2 separate regions of the Sus scrofa genome follow, and region 1 is linked to region 2. A link is a contact called in public HiChIP or PLAC-seq data. All regions are on one chromosome and are shown on one strand. The core of a region is the stretch at or near the end of the contact, and the rest is flanking DNA. Distances in the headings are between cores, read along the strand shown.

The links. HiChIP or PLAC-seq counts read pairs in DNA pulled down with a chosen protein or histone mark.
Region 1: a contact with region 2 is called in an H3K27ac HiChIP or PLAC-seq map of alveolar macrophages. The contact joins the enhancer-like site here to the promoter of LOC110261697 in region 2. A contact is called at or near these places in 13 of 47 Hi-C or Micro-C datasets (alveolar macrophages, blood, fetal liver and 7 more) and 2 of 2 datasets of contacts at active chromatin or transcription factors (alveolar macrophages and skeletal muscle).

What each region holds. Positions count from the first base shown.
Region 1 is chr7:2,423,559-2,431,001 of Sscrofa11.1, reverse strand. ECI2 (enoyl-CoA delta isomerase 2) reads left to right here. Exons shown (of 10, transcript NM_001113443.1): 8 at 1,934-2,023; 9 at 3,501-3,644; 10 at 4,144-4,816. The coding sequence ends at 4,299. Among named protein-coding and RNA genes, the nearest start is that of ECI2, 19 kb to the left of the region's middle. Within about 2 kb of position 4,246, at least 1 of the 83 cell types and tissues checked has an H3K27ac peak or open chromatin away from gene starts, as enhancers often do. A contact at or near this core is called in alveolar macrophages, where this site is marked.
Region 2 is chr7:2,245,797-2,252,772 of Sscrofa11.1, reverse strand. It overlaps LOC110261697 (collagen alpha-1(III) chain-like), which reads right to left and starts at 4,394. Exons shown (of 3, transcript XM_021099999.1): 1 at 3,953-4,394; 2 at 3,159-3,866. The coding sequence starts at 4,394. PXDC1 (PX domain-containing protein 1) reads left to right here and starts at 3,787. Exons shown (of 6, transcript XM_001928852.5): 1 at 3,787-4,648. The coding sequence starts at 4,393.

The DNA of each region.
Region 1 (7,443 bases), core at 2,997-5,496, 180 kb before region 2:
TTGTACATGGTATGTTTATAAGTTCTAATACCATTCATTTCAAAACACACCATATCTGACGATGGGAAACAAAGCCTATTCTGTTTACGGAATTGTCAATTATAAATTAATTTCCTTTCATAAGAACGTTTCATTCATCCAGAAACACACAAAAGTATTTCTGAGATCTAGGGGGAAAATGGCTCTGTACTCTAAAGTACCAGTATTAAAGTAGTTTCTAATATTTAAAGACAATCAAAAAAACCTCTGGGGCAAAATGCAGACAAATGGCAGACGGAGGGAACAGTTTTTCCACTCACACCATAGAGGCTCATCTTTCTATAGTATGTGTTTTAAATATGTTCATAAAGTGATGGGTCAACAACTTAACATAAAAAATAGAAAACAAAGTATAGACGGCACCTTAAAACATAGGAGAAAGATGCCATTAAGAAAGGACTTATAAATGGAATATGTAAAGGACTCTTACAACTGGATAATAAGGAGTTCCCGTCGTGGCGCAGTGGTTAACGAATCCGACTAGGAACCGTGAGATCTCGGGTTCGATCCCTGCCCTTGCTTAGTGGGTTAACAATCCGGCGTTGCTGTGGTTGTGGTGTAGGCCGGCAGCTACAGCTCCGATTCGACCCGTAGCCTGGGAACCTCCATATGCTGTGGGAGCGGCTCAAGAAAAGGCAAAAAAAAAAAAAAAAAAAAAAAAAAAGACAAAAATAAATAAATAAATAAAAATGCATTTTAAAAAAAACTGGATAATAAAAAGACAACCCATCCAACTTAAAAATAGCGGGCAGAGTACTGCAAGTTACTTCCCCAAAGGTACCGCAGACGGCTGACGAGCACATAAATGCTGCTCTTCACGCTACACCCCTGCTAGGTGGGTGAACTTGGAAAGACCCATCACAGCGTTTAGGGAAGTCGGAACTCTGCACCACTGGTGGCATCTTAAACGGTGGGTCCCCTTGCAGAATAGTTTGGCAACATCTTAGAAAGTGAAGCACGCATTTCCCACGGGGCCCAGCAACGCCACCCCCGGGTACCTTCCACGAGCGAGCGCTGAAAATCCATGTCCTTAATGACTGTACCCACAACACCCCGCCCACTGGATGCCACAGCGGCGTCCGTCGGTGAGTGGACAGACAAGTCACGGCACAGCCACACAATGGGATCCTGCTCAGAAAGAAGAAGGAACAAGCCCTAAGACACGACGGCACGGTGACTCGTGACCCTTATGCCAAGGGCAGCAGCTACAAAAGGAGGAAGGCTACAGAATGTATGATTCTACTTAGATACCTTCCAGAAAAGGTAAAACTATAGGAACAGAAAAGCAGATCTCAGCGGTTGCTCGGGGGTTGGGGGACAGATGGACAGCGGAGGGGCCGGGGAACTCAGGTGATGCGGACACCTTGTATCCTGGTGGTGGTGGTGGCTGCGTCGCTGTACCCCTTTGTTAAAACCACCCGACTGCACACTTGGAGAGAGCGGATTTGTGTCTACACAGGCAGACCTCGGAGATACTGCGGGCTGGGTTGCAGATCAACATAAAGCAAACCTCACGATAAAGGGAGTCGTGGGATTTTGTCGGTTTCCCAGTGCCTTTCAAGTTATGTTTACATTACCCTGTCGTGTGTTAAGTGTACAGTAGCACCATGCCTAAGACAACAATTAGGCGTTTAAAAACAACGGCCTTAATTTAAAAATAAAGCTGCTGGGAAAATGACACCCAGAGACCCGCTCGACGCAGAGCGGCCACAAACCTTCCGTTTGTAAAAGTCACAGTATCTGTACAGCAAAGCACAGTGAGACGGGTCTGCCTGTCCAGTGATACACGCTAATCATAACTTTTTCATGTCCTTCAGTTCGGTGTGGTCAGGAGGCTGCAGACAATGATTTTTTGAAATGACACATGAAAACTGTTTTTTTTTTCTCCAAAAAGGCAACATTTCACACGCCCTTCAGCCACCTCGGCCAGAGTCCAGAAGGATGCTCCTCTTACATTTTTCCGAAGATGATGGGCCCGAGCAAGGTAACTGCTGGACGCCTTCCAGCTAAATGGCAACGCGTCATCTCCCTTCCAGAAGAAATCCCCGGCTCTGTTATTCCCTCGATAAGAGAGAGGAGAGAGAAGTGACTCGTTGGCTCCCCAACTCTGAGCAGTTTCAGAGGTGGGGGAACCCGGCTGGGGGACGTGTCCAGCAGGAGGGGGAACGGGAAGCTCAGGCTGCGGCTCCCCAGCTGCGGGTCACCCTGAGCTGGGCGCCCGGTGCCCACCCCGCAGCGACCCCGGCCTCCGCAGCCTGCCTGCCTCCCCCCCCGCCCCCCCCCCCCGCTTCCTTTTTTCCCTTGGCTGCCCCCGTGGCACATGGAAGTGGCCGCTCGGATCCGTCCCTGGGGTTGTGGAGGCCTAGGCGGCCCCACTCTGTGTGCAGGACCCTGAGGGGACAGTGACAAGGCCGAGAGCCAGCGCGGAGGGAAAGGCGTAGCAAACGCTCCAAGATCTGGAGGGGGCGGGAATCGAGCCTCTGTTTAGTGCTGTCAGGTGCTCGTTGAAAATCCCTCTGTGTTTCTCTGGGTGTGTTTTAAAGCTCTCTTCTGTCCTGTGCTCTGAATTGTGACACAGACTTTAACTTTGAAAGGCTGGACAGAACCCCAGCTCTAAGGCTTAGAGCACTGGGTTAGGAGACAGTGTTTGCTTTTCTGGAAGAGAAGCTGCACACAGAGAGAAGGACATTGACCTCGTGAGCCCAGCTTGGTCAGAAACAGAGCGTTCGTCTGCCTCACTTTCCTAATTTACCTGGGCAGGTAAAGAGAACTGTCAGGGCCGGAGCACTGTGTGAATTTGCAGGGAAGGGCATTTTGAAAGTTGGGGTTTCTAAAAGTTCGTTGGCATTCCCTATGGTCACAATTTTTCTTTTTTTTTCTTCTTTTGAAAGAATAATTGTGTATAAAACTGAAACTCACGGAGTTCCTGTCATGGCTCAGTGGTTAACAAATCCAACTTGTAACCATGAGGTTGCGGGTTCGGTCCCTGGCCTCGCGCAGTGGGTTAAGGATCCAGCGTTGCCGTGAACTGTGGTGCAGGTCACAGACGAGGCTCAGATCCTGTGTTGCTGTGGCTGTGGTGTGGGCTGGAGGCTACCGCTCCAATTGGACCCCTAGCCTGGGAACCTCCATATGCCTTGGGTGTGGCCCTAAAAAGACGAAAACAAACTAACGAAGAAACCCCAGAAACTCACAGTTGGCACGTGTGGGAGAGTCAGCATTGCCCCCGGCTCCCCGCTCCTGCCTCCCCAGCCTAGACACACACAGATGCAGCAACTGCTGCAAACCTTCTAGAAAAAGCCTAAATGGTATCTGCGCACAGGTGGCAGACCTTCGACTGGGGGCTCCTCAGTCTCCTCCTCGGGGAATCCCGGCAGAACCTCAGAGAGCAGGAGTGAATGTCCCTGTATCGACGGACAGCAGTTCGTTCTGACACGTCTCACTCTCGCTTTTCATTTCAGGCAGCAGAGATGCTCATCTTTGGGAAGAAGTTAACCGCACGAGAAGCACTTGCTCAAGGACTTGTTACTGCGGTTTTTCCTGATGACACCTTTCAGAAAGAAGTTTGGGCCAGGCTGAAGGCATATGCAAAGCTCCCCCCAAATGTTAGGATTCTTTTTTTTTAATGAACCCAATTAGTATCCATGAGGACATGGGCTCGAGCCCTGGCCTCGTGCAGTGGGTTAAGGATCTGGCATTGCTGTGAGCTGTGGTCGCAGACGAGGCTCAGATCCCAAGTTGCTGTGGCCGTGGTGTAGGCTGGCAGGTGCAGCTCCAATTCAACCCCTAGCCTGGAAACGTCCATATGCTGCAGGTGCGGCCCTAACAAAGAGGGGGTGGGGAGATTTCTAGAAGAATCCCACTCCTGTTAGAAAACTTTTTTTTTTTCCTCCCTTTTTCAGCTGCACTTGCAGCATATGGAAGCTCCTGGGCCAGGGATGGAATCCGAGCCACAGATATAACAATGCCAGATGCTTAACCCAGTGCCCTGGGCTGGGGATCCAGCCCTTGTAGCTACTGCAGAGACCCCACCAGATCCTTAACCCACTGCTGCATAGCAGGAACTCCTAAAATTTATCATCACTACGGGTTTTGTATTTTCAGGCCATGAGAATTGCAAAACGGCTCATGAGGCATCAGGAGAAGGAGAAGTTGCATGCGGTTAATGCGGAGGAAAGCAGAGTCCTGGCAGAGAGGTGGGTGTCCGATGAGTGCATCACGGCCATCGTAGCCTTCTTGTCCAAGAAGGCGAAGCTATGACGCCTGCCACAGCCCAGGACTTCCCAGCAGCTGGTTCTGAGTGCCAGTTGCCGAACCAAAGAGGCGTCATCGTGCCTTTTTTTCAGCGCTAACTAGCAGGTGGGGTGATTTTATTTCAGCGGAGCCCTGCTGAAAAGGGATGTGAAACGGGCTTTGAGAAGGGAGGCAGGTGGGGGGCAGGGGGCAGGCTCATGTCCTTGGCCATGAACCGCTGCTGCCAGGCGCACCGAAACATCGTGCCTGGCACCCTGCTCTGAAAAGCCGTCACCGCGTGGCAGGCTGAGACCGTGTCTTCGAAAACCACGACAGCACTCTGCCGTCCACACAGAGTCACAGACTTGATCGGCCCAAACACCGCCAGCTTCTGGGTGACCGAGTCCAGGTCCTCGGCGGGTCGCATGTTCTTTTTCAGCCATCTGGCGGGAGGAGCAAGCGGAAGGGGCATTACCAGGGAATACATACGACTTTAAGTTTCACTGACACCCCCCCCGCCATAATCAATAAAAAAGCACAAAGGGAGAATCAGATTGTTCGTTTGGAAAGCAATGATCTGAATCAACAAGCATTTCCTCAATTATCGGTCTTTATTATCTGTCTCGTTTTTGTAAACATTCTCCTTTTTGCAATATTTTTGTTTTGTTCTTGGGTTTTTTGTTTGTTTGGCCTCACCCACGGCATGAGGAAGTTCCAGGGCCAGGGAGGAAACCCGCACCTCACCTGCAGCCTGAGCCACAGCAGTGACAACGCTGGATCCTTTACCCGCTGTGCCTCACAGGGAACTCCTTCATTCTTTTTTTTTTTTTAGGGCCACACCTGCCGCATATGGAGGTTCCCAGGCTAGGGGTCGAATCGGAGCTGTAGCCGCCAGCCTACGCCACAGCCACAGCAATACCAGCTCCGAGCTGCATCTGTGGCCACCACAGCTCCTGGCAACACCGGATCCTTAACCCACTGAGCGGGGCCAGGGATCGAACCCACAACCTCATGGTCCCCAGTCGGATTCAATTCTGCTGAGTCACAACAGGAACTCTGGGAACTTCTTCATTCTTGTTGAACGTGGTATTTTATAAACGGCTCATGCGAAAGCTGCCTTCACTGTCCTTGCATCTTTCTGCTTTGACGTGTGTCCTTGGACAGACAAGGGTGTGGTTCCGGGGGCTATGCCGGGGCCGTGGGCTACCTGCTCTTCTAAGCGTCCGCGTTACTCTCTCACCCTCCGGCATCGGCATGTAGGTAGCCAACCCACCAAACATCCACCTTCTTAGTTCTTAATTTCTTTTTTTCTGTCTTTTTAGGGCTGCACCTGTGGCATGTGGACGTTCCCAGATCGGGGGGTTGAATCAGAGCTGCAGCTGCAGTCGGAGCCTACGCCACAGCCACAGCAACGCCAGACCCTAGCCGCATCTTCGACCTAGACCACAGCTCACGGGCAACGCCCTATCCTTAACCTGCTGAGCAAGGCTAGGGATCGAACGTGTGTCCTCATGGATACTGGTCAGATTCCTTTCCATTGAGCCATGTCGAGAAGACCTTAGTGCTTAACTTTTTAATTCCAGAAATCCTAATCCAGAACATTCAGTCTTGGGAGTTCCCATTGTGGTTCAGCAGGTTAAGAACCCAACTAGTATCCATGAGGATGCAGGTTCAATCCCTGGCCTTGCTCAGTGGGTTAAGGATCCAGCGTTGCTGCAAGCTGCTGGGTAGGTCGCAGATGCAGCTGCAGCTCCCATTTGACCCGCAAGCCCAGGAATTTCCATATGCTGCAGGTGTGGCCCTAAAAAGAAAAAAAGTTCAGTCTTATAGAAAATATATTAAAACTCACACCGTTAATGTTAATTGAGCTCTCACTATTTTCTCTAGTGCTTAATGCCCACAGTCACATTTTGTCATTAAGAAGCAATGCCAAGAATTAAAAGTGAAGGGCGTTCCCGTCATGGCGCAGTGGAAACGAATCCACCTAGGAACCATGAGGTTTCAGGTTCAATCCCTGGCCTCGCTCCGTAGGTTAAGGGTCTGGTGTTGCTGTGAGCTGTGATGTGGGTCACAGATTCGGCTTGGATCTGGCGTGGCTGTGGCTCTGGTGTAGGCCAGCAGCTGTAGCTCCAATTCGACCCTTAGCCTGGGAACTTCCATATTCCATGAGTGCGGCCCTAAAAAGAACAAAAATCTCCAGATGATTTCAACAGAACCAGGGCACATGCAGCATAATAGTCCCCCTGTCCCTGATACAAACCAAAACTCTTGGACGTGCAAAGACTGTGAAAATACGGGCGCACTCCAGTGAAGAAAAGACAACACCTGTGACTCCTGAGATGCCCTAGATGTTGGGCAGTCCTTATAACTGTGCTCTACCAGGTAAAGAAAAACACACTTGAAATTATTCAAACTATGACTTCTCAGCAGGGAAACTACAAAAGAAGAACCAAATAAAAAATTTGGAACTGAAAATCTGAAATTAAAAAACCACTCTCTGGAGGAACTCAGTAACAGCATAGATGATGGAGTCAGTGACCCAAGAAGATAAATCCGTAAAAACTTGAGCATGTGAAATATGGAGAGAAGAAACGGGCAGATGAATAAGTAGAGTGACAACAGCGAGATACTGACCCGGAAGTTTGAGGTTGTCTTCCCTCCCAAAAAATCAAGTAATCAACTAGTAGAAACCAGTCAAACATCTACAGCAAGCAGGTGAATGTCCATCGAGAAAAAAAAATCACATTGAAGATGTTAGGAGCAGAGTTCCCGTCACGGCTCAGTGGTAACAAACCTGTCTAGTAGAGTTGATCCCTGGCCTCGCTCCGTTAAGGATCCAGTGTTGCCGGGAGCTGCAGTGTAGGTTGCAGATGCGGCTCAGATCCGGCGTGGCTGTGGCTGTGGGATAGGCCGGCAGCTGTAGCTCCAATTTGACCCCTTGCCTGGGAACTTATAATATGCTGCAGGTGTGGCCATAAAAAGACAAAAAAAATTTAATAATTGAAGAAAAGAAAATACACCAAAAGAAATTGAGAAGGGGATTAAAATACGTCAACACACACACACACACAATCAAGTTAACACAAAGGAAAGCAGCAGTCACGGAGGAAACGGGCAAAATCGTGGTACGACGCACACAGAACAAGATGCTGAGAAAGCACGTGCGTCTCT
Region 2 (6,976 bases), core at 3,145-5,644:
TAGAATGTTCTGGGCCCTGAGGCCCCCCTACGACTATTCATTTGCAGAGAAAGAGGAAGAGCTATGTTTGCAGGATGCTCGCTGAACCAGCTTCCTTGTCCAGAACCACCCAAGAGGTGGTTTCTCAATGCAAATCATGGTGCTTCTGCAACGAGTTAACGGACTCATGCAAGCACAGGCAGTCATGGAAAAAACTTTTTTTTTTTTTTTTGGATGAACAGCTTAAATTATTTGTGTCAATTAGCGTTTTCATAGATTATCCTGGGTTGTACTGATAATTCACTTTCAGGCATGAGTACGTTCAAGACCATAATAAGCCCAGGCAGATACTGCAAGTGCTGTAACCACCTGCTCCTGTGCTGCTCACCTGTTTCCTGCTCAGGAACCATTTAGGCATGAATTGGGCAAAAAATAGCTCCCGGCGGGTGGGGCGGGGAGACTCTTTAGCCCCAACTTTGCGTATGGTGGAGATAGAGTGGGGGGAGGGTTACAAAGTGTTGAGCCTGTGGGGTCAGGGCTGCGCTGGACCTGCTCCAGCCTAATCTCACCTCCTGCCTTGAGCCTCCAGCTGCCTACTGTGTGGTCCGATGCAGCAGGGGTGGGACACAGAGGGTGACCTAGAGTGACAACCAACCTTTGCCCCTTACTCTTCTGGACCGTAAGGGTTAGCAAGAAATCACAGAGCTTAACGTCACCGAAGCCAAAACAAACAACCACAGAAGAAAAATAAACATCCCGTCAAAAGCCAGGGCCCTGCATTTCATGAAGTCTTTGATTCCCATTTTTTATTCTTAAGAATCAGATGGATGTGTCTGGTTTCCCAGGTGCTGGCCACACCCAGGCTGCCTCCTAGACACACCTGTGTAACCGGAGCCAGGCTTGGGAGATGGGCAGGTGACCCCAAGCGCTCCTCTTTGTTCCCAGCAACAACAGGTATTATGTGGCCTCGGGCACGGAGCTGCCTGATCAGCTTGATTTACAACCCGAAACCACCCCACCTCCTCCCGGTCTGTTCCTGAGGTTTACATAACACAGGTCCTGGGGTAGGACCTGTTCTCGCTGCCCAGAGTCAAGACTGGGGACATTCTGGCTCTGTACCTCCAGGTTCTCCAGGCGCCTAGATATCCCTTTAAAAAATTCTACAAGTTGGAGTTCCTGTTGCGGCTCAGCAGGTTGAGAACCTGACTGGTACCCATGAAGATGCAGGTTCTATCCCTGGCCTTGCTCAGTGGGTTAAGGGTCTGGTGTTGCTGTGAGCTGTGGCATCGGTCACAGATGCAGCTCAGATCCTGAGTTGCTGTGGCTGTGCCATAGGTCGGCAGCCATAGCTCCGGTTCGACCCCTAGCCTGGAAACTTCCATATGCCACAGCCATTAAAAAAAAAAATTCCACAAGTAATATGTGCATTCATGCAATTCAGAAATGTCTATAAGAACTACCGATAAGGCAAAAGTCCCTGTGGACACTCTTGCACCTTGACTTTGTTCTCACCACCTCAAAGGCATCCTTAGGGATTTGGCAGGCCTCTTTCCTAATTTAGCATTTTTTTTTTTTTCTTTTCATGTCTATCTGTATCCCTATGCTGAACCCAGCAGTCATTTTCATGGACAGTTTTTCCACTGACATTTTATCTTATTTTATTTTATTTTAGTCTTTTTTGTCTTTTTAGGGCCGCACCCGTGGCATATGAAGGTTCCCAGGCTAGGGGTCCAATTGGAGCTTAGCCGCCAGCCTACGCCACAGCCACAGCAATTTGGGATCCGAACCGCATCTGCGATCTACACCACAGCTCACAGCAATGCCGGATCCTTAACCCATTGAGCGAGGCCAGGGATCAAACCCACAACCTCATGGCTCCTAGTCGGATTCGTTTCTGCTGCACCACGATGGGAGCTCCATGGATAATTTTTCTTAATAGATTTTTTAAGTCTTTATCAGGGAGTTCCTGTTGTGACTCAGCAGTAATGAACCCAACTAGGATCCATGAGCATGTGGGTTCGATCCCTGGCCTTGCTCAGTGAGTTAAGGATTCCTCGCTGCTGTGAGCTGTGGTGTAGGTCAAAGATGCAGCCTGGATCCTGCATCACTGTGGCTGTGGCTGGCAGCTGCAGCTCTGATTCGACCCCTAGCCTGGGAACTTCCACATGCTGCAGGTACAGCCCTAAAAAGCAAAAAAAAAAAAAAAAAAAAAAAAAAAAAAGTAAAAAGTCTATATCAATGCAAAGGATTAAAAAGTGGCAGGTCATTGCATTTCACTCTGAATTTCTGTAATGATTAGTGACTTCTGAGTTGTTATTTTTAACTCTCTAGTTTCAGGTGTCTTTAAACAAACAAACATCCTGATAGGAAAATGCTTCCTTCTCTTCAGTGACCAGAAGCGCCGGGTGCAACTGAAGGGCAGCCTCACAAAGTCAGGTCTCCTGGGCAACAGGGAACGAAGCCCGGATTGTTCCTAGAAAAGACTGTACAGGAGGCATAAAAGCACCGTAATTCTGGCTTTAAAGTCGAAGAGCCACTGCTCAGCCCAGGGGCAGTGAGAGGAGGCAACGTGCCCACAGAGGTTGAGGATGGGGCTTTGTGGGAAGAGGTGAAACTCTGCCCTGCCTGGCTCCCCCCGCAGCCTCCCTCCGCCCCTCCTGCGACTAGGTGGCCAGTCTCTCAGTCACCAGCACTTAGTGACCGCTGCCGCATGGCGGGGTCCCCAGGCGGTGGAAAACACCTTCTCTTCCCAGTTTACACGGAAAATGGGAGGTAAAGATAAACTTGGATGATGAACTTTGAAGACAGGATAAGGGCAAATCACTGAGTAAAACGTGTGTGTGTGTGTCTGTGTCTGTGTGTCTGTGTGTGTGTGTCTGTCTCTCGGGAAACGGGAAGCAGGGGTGCGCACCTCTCGGTCTGGATTGAATCAAGTCACCGGCAACCTGCCCCGGCCCCAGTCCTTTCTGCGCCCAGGCTCTTTCTCCACCGCCTGGGGCGGGGTGAGGTCCCTGCAGCCTCTGGAACCAACTTGCAGTTCTTGAACTAACTTCCGATTCTGGACCTATCGTTCGAAATTTCTTCCCAATTAGGAACAGCGTGAGGAGCAGGCCGCTGTGAACCAGAGTTCTGCAGGCGGGCGGCTTCCCCGGGTCCGCTTCCGAAATCCCCTCGCTCACCTAGGGCCCCCGCTGCCGCGGGGATGCTCTTTCCCACCGCGGGTCGGTCCCACTTCTCAGCAGGGAGGTCCCCTCTCCTTTTGGAGGGCGGCCCCTCGGCTGGCTGGCGCGGGCCTGTCTGTCCCGCCGCGTCCCCGTCTGTCTCCAGCCGCGTCCGGGCCAAGGCCAGGCAGCGGCGCGACTGGAATGCGCGGGGGCCGCGGGGCGGGGGCCGCCCCAGCCCGGCCCGGCCCAGGGTGGATGGGGGGGCGGCGCGCAGTGGAGAACCTGGCAGACGGTCCCGGCGCCAAGTCCCCGGAGCCCGTGCGCCCCGCCCTCGCCCCCCGCCCGCACACGTGCCACTGCCACCCCCTCGCGGGCCGGGTGGGGCGCGCAGGATCGAGAAACGGAAAGACAAGAGTCTCCCCAGGAACCCGGCGGGCACAGGCCGGCCGGCCCTCCCACCCCCAGTCTCGTCCAGTCCGGGCCGGCGGCTCGGGACCCGGAGCGGAGGGGGGAGGCGGGAGGCGGGGCCGGCGCTGGGGTTTCCGCCCCGCCCGGCGGCCGGGGGTCCCCGCGGCCCCAGCAGCGCGGGCTCGGGAGGCGGCGCGGGGCGCGGCGGCCAGGCCACCCCTCCGCGCGCGGCGTGTCCTCTTGCCTGGAGGCGGGGAAGGCGGAGGCGGCCGCGGCCTCGACGTCGGCGACCGCGCCGCCCGCGATGGGAAGTGCCTTATAAGCCTCGGCTCGGCCGGCCCCGCCGCTCGTAGCCTCGCCCTCCGGGAGAGCGCGCGGAGGCCCGGCCGACATCCGCAGACCCGCTCCGCCGCGACCCCGGGCCGGGACGGACCCGGACTCGAGCAGGCCTCCTACCGACCCGGTCTCCGGACGGAGCCCAAACGGACCCCGGCCCCAAGTAGACCTCGGAGGGGCGCCAGCCCGGGACTGAGCCCGGGCAGACCCTGACCGACTCCGGCTCCGGACAGATCCCAGGTCTCTTCGACTCTGGACAGACCTCGGACGGACCCCGGCGCCGGACCGACCCCAGGCCGGGCAGACCCCGGCTCCGCGCAGATCCCGGACCGATCCCGGCGCCGGACGGACTTCGGGCGGACCCCGGCCCTGGATTGACCCCGGCTCCGCGCAGATCCCGGGCAGATACAGGCGCCCGACGGACTCTGGGCGGACCCCGGCCCCGGGCTGCCCCCGGCCCGGGCGGGCGCGCCCCCTGCCGGCCGGGGCATGCGCGGCCCGCGGCATGGCCTCGGCGGTGTTTGAGGGCACGTCGCTCGTGAACATGTTCGTGCGCGGCTGCTGGGTGAACGGCATCCGCAGGCTCATCGTCAGCCGGCGCGGCGACGAGGAGGAGTTCTTCGAGATCCGCACCGAGTGGTCGGACCGCAGCGTGCTGTACCTGCACCGCAGCCTGGCCGACCTGGGCCGCCTGTGGCAGCGCCTCCGCGACGCCTTCCCCGAGGACCGGCCGGAGCTGGCGCGCGCGCCGCTGCGCCAAGGTGGGCGCGGGCCCGGCCTCGGGGCTGGGCTCTCGGGGCACTGGGTGGGAGTCGGGGACCGGGGGGAGGGTGCGGGCTCCTTCGACGTGCAGGGAGAGGGGCTCCGCCTTCCCCCAGGCGAGGGGCGCCCGGGCCGCAGTGGCAGCGGCAGGAATCCGCACATCGGCACCGTGGCCCCTGGCCGAGGCTGGTTGCCTTGACCATCACCAAGGTCAACCACCGTCCAGCGCTGGCCGCGGCAGGAGGGGCGGGGGGACGTTTGGGAGAGTTCAGCGCAGCGTCCGGCGGGGGTCGCGCCGTGTCTGGCAGCCCCTTCGCGGTCCTAGCCGGGCAGGGCCGCGCCCCTTGTCCCTGCTGACCGACGTGCGAGGTGCCACGTGGCCTCTGTCATTCCAGGAGGGGCCCCGCGGGGTGCGTCCGCATTCGGGTTTGATTAACCCTGGCCGCCTCCTCCCGAGCCTTGTGACTTTCCTGGCTCTTGGGGACTCGAGTTTCAGAGAACTGGGTGGCTTCCCACTTCCTACTCGCGGGCTGGCGTTTGGAGGCCGCGGAGAGGAGGTTGGAGGGGAGGAAGCCAGACCCGAGGTTGAGAAGGAGGGACTGGGTCAGCCCCCCACCACACCTGTGCGGCCACCTGCAGCTCTGAGACTCTGTGACGCCTCCCAGAGCCGTCCTTTAAGCAGGGCCTGGGCACTTTTGGGGGCACTTCCTGAAGAGACATAGTTTACGGAGGGTCCCCATTTACCGAGGGTCTCCGAAGCTGCCTGTCTGCCTGAGGTCTTGCGGTCTCCAGCCCCCCTGGTGACAGCCTCACCCCAGCCTGTGAATTCTGTGGATAATTAGCTCATTCTCATGACACATCCTCTGGCAGATGCGTCACTTGGACAGGTTCCCGAAGCCAGAGGGTTTGCAGGCCCTGAGTGAGACCGCCTGCTCCTGGCCTGGCACTTGTGGCTGCTCTGGGGGTGGTTCAGTAGCGTTTCAAGCAGGGCAGCAGTTTACCTTGATTTACTCCTTGGCTGTGTGAGTTATTATATTTTTAATTTAGCAAATGAAGGTCCAAGCCCAGGAAACTTAGACTGAAGGAACAATTTGCTCAGTGACTTGTGTCCTTTCTGGAACAAGGTGGGGTGAACAAGCAGGAGCCCCAGAGCCTGGGCAGAGAGCCTGCCGTCCCTGCCCTCCCCTCTGCCCCCCCCCCCCCGTCCCTCTCCTGCTCCATATCCACCCCCCCAGCCTTACTCTGTTGGGGACCCAGCTCGGCTGTGACCCGGGGCGGGCTCTGGAAATCCGCTCCCGTCTGGCCCCTCCCCCGCAGCACAGTCCCCGATGCCCACTTGTGAGAACAGAGGTTCATGCCCCGTGTCCCACGTAGTGAGCCCTCCGTGACTGTGGCCTTCGTTGTCCCCCTTAATGGCTGCTGGCTGCCGGGGTTGTAGATGGTACGGAGGAGGTGTAGCTTTGGTCGCCTTGGGGGCTGGTGGGGACACCGCCTCATCCAGAGCAGAAGGCAGGTGTGCGTGAGGCACATGACCTGCCCTGCACACGCGCCTGGCTCTGTCCCTCTGTGCGAGTTGTGCCGGGTCCGTTCTGGGTTTGGGAGGTGTCAGCGCACAGTCCCCCACAGAGGGGGCCCTCCAAGGAGACAGGGCCAGGAAGAGGGGACCCCCAGGGAGAAACCAGATGCTAGGGGATACGAGAGCTGTTTCCAAGTGTCTGAGAAGGAAAATGAGAAGTGAGTGTTAGAGGAGGTGGGGGCACAGGGGGGGTCGCGGCTGTTAGATGCGGGTCTGGGTTGCGTGTAAAGCCTGTGCCGACAGCCCTGGTGGGACGGGGAATCGTTGTCCTGGCTGGAGGCCTGACCGGAGGGGGCCTCCCCCAGGGCCAGCTCAGCTCAGCACCGGGGAGAGGTGAGGGCGGCCCCGGGGCCCCAGGAGGGGGCATCCATCCCCTGCTCTGGTCCTCGGGTCTCCGCTGGGTGGCACGCTGGCCCTCCCCCGGCACCACCCGAGTTCCCAGCCTCCTCCTCCTCCTCTTTCAGCTCCCTTTAATTCCGGGAAAGTTGTTTTCTAAGTAGAATGTGTCTCCGTTATGTAAAGGAAGATCCCACCTTTTTCCAGGCTGATTAATGATTTGCATGAAAAGATTGGATGCACAGGCCCTACCCGCCAAAGGCATCAGATGCGTGTGGTGCTGGAGAGGCCGTGTTCTCAGTGCCACTCGGCATCGGATCCCTTCCATTAAAACTCACCGAGTAGTTCTGGCCTGGCTTAGACTGGCAGGCTTGTCTCATCAGAAGCTCTGTGGACACTTCCGGGTTCCACAGGC